3 separate regions of the Mus musculus genome follow, and regions 1 and 2 are each linked to region 3. Evidence: chromatin contacts called from public Hi-C data. All regions are on one chromosome and are shown on one strand. The core of a region is the stretch at or near the end of the contact, and the rest is flanking DNA. Distances in the headings are between cores, read along the strand shown. Region 1 has its middle 11 kb from the start of 4930547H16Rik. Region 2 has its middle 12 kb from the start of 4930547H16Rik. Region 3 has its middle 55 kb from the start of Med10.

The links. Hi-C and Micro-C count contacts between places; a contact is called where the count stands out from the background.
Region 1: a contact with region 3 is called in a Hi-C map of cortical neurons, with 4 times the contacts expected there. The contact joins two enhancer-like sites. A contact is called at or near these places in 6 of 484 Hi-C or Micro-C datasets (Th1 cells, cerebral cortex, cortical neurons and 2 more).
Region 2: a contact with region 3 is called in a Hi-C map of cortical neurons, with 2.9 times the contacts expected there. The contact joins two enhancer-like sites. A contact is called at or near these places in 5 of 484 Hi-C or Micro-C datasets (Th1 cells, cerebral cortex, cortical neurons and 2 more).

What each region holds. Positions count from the first base shown.
Region 1 is chr13:69,760,231-69,763,213 of GRCm38.p6, forward strand. No RefSeq gene overlaps it. Among named protein-coding and RNA genes, the nearest start is that of 4930547H16Rik, 11 kb to the right of the region's middle. Within about 2 kb of position 1,346, at least 48 of the 459 cell types and tissues checked have an H3K27ac peak or open chromatin away from gene starts, as enhancers often do. A contact at or near this core is called in cortical neurons, where this site is marked.
Region 2 is chr13:69,782,636-69,785,931 of GRCm38.p6, forward strand. No RefSeq gene overlaps it. Among named protein-coding and RNA genes, the nearest start is that of 4930547H16Rik, 12 kb to the left of the region's middle. Within about 2 kb of position 2,001, at least 6 of the 459 cell types and tissues checked have an H3K27ac peak or open chromatin away from gene starts, as enhancers often do. A contact at or near this core is called in cortical neurons, where this site is marked.
Region 3 is chr13:69,863,222-69,866,551 of GRCm38.p6, forward strand. No RefSeq gene overlaps it. Among named protein-coding and RNA genes, the nearest start is that of Med10, 55 kb to the left of the region's middle. Within about 2 kb of position 2,025, at least 7 of the 459 cell types and tissues checked have an H3K27ac peak or open chromatin away from gene starts, as enhancers often do. A contact at or near this core is called in cortical neurons, where this site is marked.

The DNA of each region.
Region 1 (2,983 bases), core at 96-2,595, 100 kb before region 3:
CGCAGCACCTGTGTCCAGTGGCACAGTGATTAGGCTTCTAGATGATCTAGGAACTTTGAACTCTGAGCGTTTAGAATTAACTCCCAGCTATCCTCTGTGTGATTTCACAGTCTGTCATTAAGTTAAATCACAGACAGACAGATTATGATGAGCAATCTCTAGTCCAGAAGGCTGCGTTGTTGTTTTATCTTGCTTGGCTGAACATGTCCTTTGGGGGCATCCTGGACACTTGAGTAGGACAGTGTATAGTGTATGTGTATATATGTGTGTGTATGTATGTGTATATGTGTGTATGTGTATGTATGTATGTGTTATGTGTGTATATGTGTATATATGTGCGTGTGTATATATGTGTATGTGCATGTGTATATGTGTGTATATGTGTATGTCTCTGTCTGTCTATGTGTGTATGTGTGTGTGTTTATGTGTGTTTATGTGTGTGTATGTGTGTGAATGTATGTGTATATGAGTGTATGTATGTGTGTGTGTATGTATGTATGTATGTGTATATGTGTGCATATGTGTGTATATGTGTATGTTTCTGTGTGTCTGTGTGTGTATGTGTCTATGTATGTTTGTATGTCTCTGTGTGTGTATGTGTGTCTGTGTATGTATATGTTTGTATGTGTGTGTGTGTATTTCTATTTGTGTCTCTGTGTGTGTCTCTGTGTGTCTGTGTATATATCTATTTGTGTCTCTGTGTGTCTCTGTGTGTGTATGTGTGTGTCTGTGTGTGGGGGGGGGCTGTGACTCTCTTCAGTTAGCTCTGTTTGACAGAATTCACCTAGAAATTTAAGACCTGGTCTTACTTATTCTTTTCCCTCATGTAGGTCATGAGCTGCCTGTTAGTGGGTCTCACCCTCTTCTCTGTGTCCAGCTGAGCACTGGAACCAGGGCCCTGAGGATGGGAACCTTGATACAAACAGAGAGACTGGTGGGAAGAAGCCTTGGCTCCCTTACCCTGCACTCCCCTCCCGTCTCCAGAAGAGCCTCTGGGAATAACAAAGACAAAATAAAAGGACCATCCATCCCTTCCTTGTCCTCAGACCAGGTCTATGGGAGGGTGAAGATCAGGTCTCTCGGTGTTTCTGACAACTGAAAAGGCATAGACCAAAACTGAAGAGGGAGTCACCAGTAAGCTGAGACTGGCCATCCAGTGAGGCGGGAGAACCAGCTTTGGGGTCCTGCATGGGCTTACTCCCAATGTTCATCTGTCTGTGGGACTCAAGGGCTGACTCCTAGGTGGCCACAGTGGAGCATGTCGTTCATGGCTGCACTGTGGTCTGCGCATCGTTCAGAGCCTCGGCCCATCTGTCTGGCTCCCTTGCCTGGCTCCCACACCTCTTGCAGCCTCCAGTCTGGGCTCCTCTCCAAGGCAGTGCTTAGGCAATGATGAGCTAGCTTGCGCTTGGAACCCAAGCGGGCTATTTTTAAAAGTACCACACAAAAACTGTGCTTCGACCTGGAACAAGGCCTGTGTGAGGAGGAAATGAGACCTGGCCTGCCGTGACACTTTTCCAGCGTCACACCCTGAGTGTGTGTGTGTGTGTGTGTGGGGGGGGGGAGATGCAAGAGAGGCTAGAGCATTCAAGGTCTAGGATATGGAGGATTTTACAGCTAAAAGTTTATAAATGCTTGGGTTTGGGGTTAGTACGGAGCTAGAAATGCGTAAATGGAGAGTGTTTTGAAATAAGCCTTAAAGCATTTACTTACCTCAAGCTTCTGTCAAATGCTGAGTCCTCCTGATTACTATGCCGTTGACTGCCCATTGTCCCATGACCTCAGAAGCTAAGTTTGTCTGCCATCAGCTTACTTCCCCTTCTATTTTATAAAGGAGAACATCTGAATATAAAGATTATCAAACCGGGAACAATCCATCATCCACTGCCCCTAATTTTGTGTTTGAGCAGAGCACAAGAGTTTCAGAGAAAGTGGGCATGTGATTGTTGACTGACTGCTAGATACGAGATATACGATCAGGCCTAGTTTCAGAGTAGTTCTAAAAGGACTTTATGAATGCCCTCTCTGAGGTCAATGTCATGGATGTAGCCAGGCAGCTCTTTGTCCCTGGAGAACCACCTTGTCAGCATGGCTCACGAGATCAGGGACCGCACGCACGGTGGTGATGGTGTTTAATCTCAGCTTCCGTGACCACTGGAATCACGTACACGAGTGGGGATGTCCTTCTGTTTGTCCTGTCATAGTCTAGCCAAGCCCTGTGACTGAGGTAGAGATATCGGTAAACAGTCTCATGGGCTGACTTTCTGGACACTACTCTAGGAGTTGATTTGGGAGGAAAATAATCCACTTTCCATGAAATTCAAGTTTCTTAGCAATCACATAAGAATGATAACCCACTCACAGTGACTGCTACACTCATCCTAAAAGCGTTTCCAATACAGGTGGCTACCTCAGCTACTTTGTAAGCATGTGTGGCCCCTCGCCAAGTGAACTGGAAGATACTCATGATGCTTATTACCCTTGGCCTTGTCTCCGTGGTAGTTGTCTAATTCTTCAATGCCACTACTAACATATCAGCCATTTGAGAAGAAGAATTGTTAAGTTTTGAGGCTGTTGTTTGCAGTACAGGGCATCTAACCCATCTGTGGTCCATGCCTATTGTATCTCGGTAGCTCTCCATCTAGAGTAGTTACAAACCGCTGCAAACATCACTCAGCCATTCCCGGGGTCAGGCTCACCCCTGGTTCTGTCTTCTTCTGACCCCAAGACACTTGGTTTCTGTTCAACACACTTTGGATCTTAAATGAGTCACCTAGTAAAAGCTAAGGTCCCTTGGAGCCGTGGCACTGTTAGGAAGTGGAGCCTAGTTGGAGGAAGTTCATGGGTCATGGGGCATCCCTTTGGTGGACATACTGGGGCCCTAACATCTTTCTCTCTCTCTTTGCTTCTCAGCTGCTATGAGGTGAGCGCTGTGTGCCTTGTCTTTCTGTGGTCCTCAAAACAATGGAGCCAACTAGCTGTG
Region 2 (3,296 bases), core at 751-3,250, 81 kb before region 3:
ATGAAGCCAGTTCTCTGAAGCTGTTCCTAGGTGTGTTTATTGCCTGGATAGGTGAGTGCCCCTGGCCTTCTGGCATCAGCCCCAAAGCCTCTGCCTCCCCACACTGAGGACTGGTGATGTATCCCTCCTTTGTTTCTGGTTTGCGCTGTCTTGTTGAGTTCAGTGATTGTTGACAGGGCAACTGGCACCTTCTGGCCAGGCAACTTCTTAGTCTTGGTAGACTTTATACCTTTAAACCTCTGCCTGAAACCAACAACTCACTTGGGTGTCAGCAAAAACCTATTTACTTTTTTCTCCTTAAAAAAACCAAACCAAACTAAGTTACACAATGACCAGTTAATAGCTGTTTAGGCCTACACTCGTATGGATCTTTCCAGTTCTGTCAAATCTCTCTGAAACCCCCCTCATAGAGACAGCCAGAGGTATGTCTCCTAGGTGATCCTACATTCTGTCAGGATGACAAGATTAACAGTATATTCCTCATGTTAACATCGTTCGTAATTACTGTGTTGTTGTCAAACTGAGAAATAAACATTGGTTTGTGACTTGAGAGTTTTGGGTTTCTAAAATTTGTTTACAAATGTTCTTTTTCTTCTCCTGTGTACTCTACTGTCTTAGTCAGGGTTTCTATTCCTGTGCAAAACATCATGATCAAGAAGCAAGTTAGGGAGAAAACGGTTTATTCAGCTTACACTTCCATGTTGCTGTTCATCACCAAAGAAAGTCAGGGCAGGATCTGAGAGGCAGGAGCTGATGGAGGGGTGCTGCTTACTGCCTTGCTCAGCTTGCTTTCTTATAGAACCCAAGACTACCAGCCCAGGGATGGTATAACCCACAATGGGCTCTCCCACCCTTGATCACTAATTGAGAAAATGCCTTACAGCTGGATCTTATGGAGGCATTCCCTCAAGGGAGGCTCCTTTTTCTGTGTTAACTGAAGCTTGTGTCAAGTTGATAGACAAAACCAGTCAGTGCAACACAAAGGCAAAGGCTCTCAATGTGATGTTACTGCAGCAAACAACCCTAGCCCTTTGGCTTTGGTGGTGTCTGTGAGGCCACTGCATGGCAGTTACTACTTTACATTTCTATACTCGGTTCTTTGGAAATGAACCGTTAGATAAAACCCATAGTTGAAGTGGTTTAATCCTTCTTGGGGATTCCTACATATTATTTGGCTTTTAAAAGAGCACACACCCAGGTGTCTCCTAATTGTACTCTTTTTATAAACAAAGACATTGGTGAACCAGACAGGTTTGGTTCAGTTGGGGGCACGATAGATGTTGGTGTTTGGTGGGAGGGTGGGCAGTATATGGAATGGCCATGATATTTGCTCTGATGGACGCCCCCTCAAAGGCTGAGCTCTGTGAGACTATGCACATGACACTTAACCTCAGTCGTCTTTTGCAGAACTACACTGACCACTGACCTCTGGCATGGGATAAGCCTCTATCCCTGTCTGAGACCCACCACAGGGCATTACTGTTACAGGGCAACTGAGAACTCTCTCTGGAGTACATAGACAGTCATAATGAATGGAGACATCACAGACAGCTTCCTGAACGAAGGTGGAGCTGACAGCCTCCTCTTCCAAGGCTGTAATTAAAGAAGCAGTTGAGAAATGTTATCTTTCCACTCCTGAATATTCAAAGTTATCTGTCACAAACATATTGTTAAACTCCCTCTCAGGTCTCAGTTGTCACTTTTACATGCGCGCTTGCAGAGATGGCTTGCTCCAGAGTTCTTTTTACAAGAGAGCACTTCAGCCCTCAAAGGGCTACCCATGTCTTCAGTGGGAGGGAGATAGTTCAAAGCAAAGCAACACCGCTGTATGTCTTTATCAATTGTTCCATGTCACTGTACTGGGAGCAATCCCACCAGATCCCAAGCCTTTTCAATGCACTGTCTTCTTATTAAATTTCTGCATGGGAAGCTCAACAGTGTGAGCCAAAATAGAACAGGTTCTGCTGTCCTTAGCAGAGCTCTGCCTGGGAGGCAAGGCTTCTGTTTCTCTAATTTAAGCCTCTCATCATGGTTGATCTCACTGGTGGTACTTACTGTGAAGTGCTCCATCACAGAGGAGGCCCTGTATCTATGGCATACACTCTGGTGAGTAGAAAGGTTGCCACACATGTGTTTCCATGGTGCGAGGCATCACAAGACTGAGCTATTATTCTCCAACCTATCTCTCTGTCACAGTTGCAGGCTCAGAATACAGAGATGACAGGAGGCAGTGTTTGTCCCTTATTTCTGCTCAGGACTGGGGATACTGTGACTTTCTACCATAGTATCATGATCACAGCAGTTGGAGTGGTGGTTCCAGGTTGAAGCATGCTTGATTCATACCATTATTCTGGTCCAAGTTTAATTTTATGCTCTACTGGCAGGCTCTACTGGAATTGACATTTGAGATAAATTTATCATAGACTTGCCCATGATCTTGAAAAAGCCCACCATGATGGCAGAGAACACAAAGCTTCCAGAGATTCATCAACTATCTGAGGAGCCCCTGGGTTTTGTCTGTGAGATATCCGTATTATGGTAGTTTCCTAAGCTTGTTTTAGAGAGGTGAGAGGTCTCTCTGCTTTTCTCCTACAGCCGCTGTTGCTTTGTTCTTGGGGTCAGTCCAGCAAGAATGGTCACAGAGGAGTTCAAGGCTGGTAAGGTTCAGATGGTGGTTCTTTTATGTGAAAGCACATGTCCTCGTACCCCACAACGACTTCTCAATTGACTGACACATTCCCAAGACCTTCTGGGATGACATTCAGATGAACACTGTATGGATCCCACTCCATATTTAAGACAGAGACACACTCCCAAAACTGACTGGGGACTGAGGTCCAGGCAAGAAGCACAGGCTGCCATCAGCTCCTGAGTGTCTTTGTTCATTCTCATATCATTTTGCTCTTGGCTAACCTTGTCACTATGCTGAGCTTGGCTACTGCCCAAACTTCAAATGGCTTTGGTCTAGGCAGCTTTCCTAGAGAAGCTGTAGGCATAGAATGAGCATTCCTGAGGCCACAGGAATGGTGAGATATGGGGCTAGAATGCCTTTCCTTGATGCATCCTTAATAAGCAGCAAAGGTTGCTCAGCTATGCAATTTTTTTTTTTTTTGAGACAGGGTTTCTCTGTGTAGCCCTGGCTGTCCTGGAACTCACTCTGTAGAGCAGGCTGGCCTCGAACTCAAAAATCCGCCAGCCTCTGCCTCCCGAGTGCTGGGATTAAAGGTGTGCACCACCATGCCCAGCCAGCTATGCAATTTTTAGGAAAGCATTTGTGGTGGTTTGAATGAGCTTGG
Region 3 (3,330 bases), core at 775-3,274:
TAAATTCCACCACTGTCATGCCAACCCATCTTTCGTCAATAACTGTGGGGTTCTGGTTAACTTAAGTCTTACAAGCAGCTGTAGAATGTTGTATTTTTGTGCCCGCTGAGACACAGTAGGAGCTGGAATGATTGTCATCTCTGTCTGGCTGTAAAAAGAACATTGTAATTAAAGACAGAGAACACCCTGTCCACTGCTGGCAGCAGAAGGTGCCTTGAACACAGAGAGATAGGAGAAGACAGCTTGTTCCTGGACTCTGCCCTTGATCATGTGATGTTTGCTCTTCATGCATCTCAGCACCTTTGGATTCTCTAATGTATGTACTGAGCATCTGGGATATAGCCAGACGCTTTTGTGCAGACACAGTTACTCAGGTTCTGTCTCGTGCCTGGCATCAAAATAGTAGAAAAATACCATTTTCTAGATAATTAATAACATTGGAAATATACTGGTCCATCTTGGTGTTATAACAAAATATCATAGATAAGCAAAATAAATTTATTCCTCATTTTTGGAGTCTAGACGCTCAAGGTTAGAGCACTGGCAGGTTTGGTGGCTGCAGAGAATCCAGTTCCTAGTGGATGGCTAGTTAGCCTGTTACTCTGACTTCCTGTGTCAGATGGGAGGAGCCATCCTTGAATCTCCTTTTAAAGGGACCTGGCTTTGTTTGTTTGGTTTTTTTTTTGTTTTGTTTGTGATAACTACAGAGAGAAAGGTGGAAGAAATGGTTGGTTGTGCTTACAGTTCCTGGGTATGGTCCGTCACTCAGAGGTACACAAGTCAGGTCTTGTCATGTCCCTGGTCAATATCATCAATGAGTGCATGTTTGCTTGTTTGCTAGCTTGCTTGCTCGTGCTCATCTCAATATATCCAGTCTTATACAGGTTAAGAATGGCTGCCTAGGGAATAGCTGACTACAGTATAACAATTTCTCCTCAGGACATGTCCATGAGCCCACCTGATATAGATAACCCCTGGCTGAGACATTTTTTTGCCAGGTGACTTTCAAGAGTGTTCAGTTGACAAAGTTAGAGATTACAGGCAGTAAAACTACCAAGGAGGCCCCACCCTCAGGGCTCTTTCAAACCCCTCTTTCTACACTGTAACCTGGGGAGTTGTGTGCCAACATAATAATTTTCCAGGAACACAGTATTCAGACCAATTATAGCAAGTGATAAGGTGGAAATAAAATATTCTGGGACAAAAGGCAATGTACATTCCCGTCCCTGGAATATAAAGAGAGTGGGAATCTTGGAGGCAAATAAGAAGTGGGAACAGCTTTCATACACGCATGCACACACACACGAGAGAGAGAGAGAGAGAGAGAGAGAGAGAGAGAGAGAGAGAGAGAGAGAGAGAGAGAGAGAGTGAGAGAGAGAGAGAGAGAGAGAGGGGCATACAGAGGCTTTGTCACCACACAGGCCAGCTGTGAGCCTGAGATCTGTCCTCTGTTGTGGCCCTCGCAGTTGTTGGTCATGTTGGGGTGCTAAGTCTGAGAGTTGGGTTCATATAAAGTGTTCTATAGAAGAACCCTTTGCTTAGAGTGGCTCCTTGGCTTGTGGCTGGGGAGTTTGTGTTTATGAGTGTTTCTCCATGAACACACCCATGGGTCCTCTATGAATTAGCTTTCTCCCAGAGCCCTGTAGTGTATCACAGGCATGTTGATTCCTTCCAATTTCTGCCTCTAACCTCAGGGGTTATAAAATCTGAGGCAGAATGAGCCCCTGAGCTTGGCAGAAGACTGCGATGCCTCATGCCCTGACAAGCGCTTGCCCCTCCCTCTAGGTTGTGTAATTGAGAACCGCTTGATTCCCTGAAAGTAACTAAATACAGCTCTGAGAACTTTCTGGCAAACACAGAACAATCAAAACGACTTTGGAATTGATGTAGGACTTTCCCTTCCTCCAAGTTATTTCTTGTAGGCAGAAAATGATTTTGTTGCCATCTTGGGAGAACGAACAGATGGAAGGGTTTGGTTAAACCCTCTATGAGACCAGAGAATTTATAACAGTATTGATACTGTTTCACTCTTTCTACGAATGCAGGGGGAACAAAGCACGATAGTAATGTACTGATGATTTCGCCCACTGCAAATGCTGTCTTGCATTAGCTTTAGAGACGTGTCTCGGTGGGTTCCAAGGGAGGTGACGAAGTCCAGCATTCAGTAGGTTTCTGAGGGCTCTCTAGCTCTCTGCTTGCTTACATAGTAGTTTCCACACACACACACACCCAACCTATGCAGGCAGGTATAAGCACCTCCCCACAGATCCACTGTGTGTTTCTATAAGTGGGTCACAAGTCAGGACAGAAAGACAGGCTTCCAGAGGCAGACTGCAGCACTGTTCATCAATCTATCTGCTCTCCACACACACCCCTCCCCTTCAATTTAAGAAAGTGCCTGCCTAGGTGGATGAAGGGCTGGCAAGCTCACAGCAATGATCACTCAGGACCCATCACGTGGATGGCACTAAGCCATTTTTAGATCATTTTCTCAAGAATAATCCCTTACTGGATATTGAGATGGCTTTTGTGTGACTAGTCAAAGTCTCTGGATGGCTTTTATTTTAACTCTGATTTAGTCAGTCACCTTTAGGCCACTCCTGTCCATTCATCCCCTCCTCTTCCCCAACACCTCCCCTTCTTCATGTCCCCTTCTCCTTCTCTTTCTCCTCTCTGTACTCTTATTCCTCTTTACTCCTCTTCTTTCTCACTCTCTTCATCCTCCTCTCCTTCCTCCTCCTCTTCCTCCTCCTCTTCTCCCTCCTCCTGCTCTCCACCCTCCTCCTCTCCCTCCTCCTCCTCTTCATCCTTGTCCTCTTCCTCCTTAGATATGTGACCAGCTGCGATTTTGCAGATAGCCTGCAAAAGGATCTAGATGTAGCTACAGAGAGGCCACCCTGCCTTTCACAGTTGACCTAAGTTTACCCAAACTCCACACCACCTTTGTCCTACAAGGGGTCAGCTGAGAATGTGGAGCACCCATGGTGGAGCACTTGAGGATCTGAGCTAGGTGGGGTTATCAAGCATTCTCACGGGTGCTTCTTCTAGGGAGCAGAGGACATGAGTAGGTTCAGGTCCTCCTCTGTGGCCACTAAGCTGGATACAACATACCCCTGCCCACAGGAAGCCCTTCTCTGAAGCACCAGGATGTTACTTATCATTCTTTTGTACCTGGGTGTCCTCCATGAGATGGCAGCAGAGTTAGTTGAGTGGAGGAGGTGCCACTCGGTAGTGGAATAGAGTGGAAATCCATGTGATTTCCATGAGAGAGCTAGAGTCATGCAAATCTGTGCCTCCAAGTTTGTGAACTCGAATTTCAAGCATGGCAGC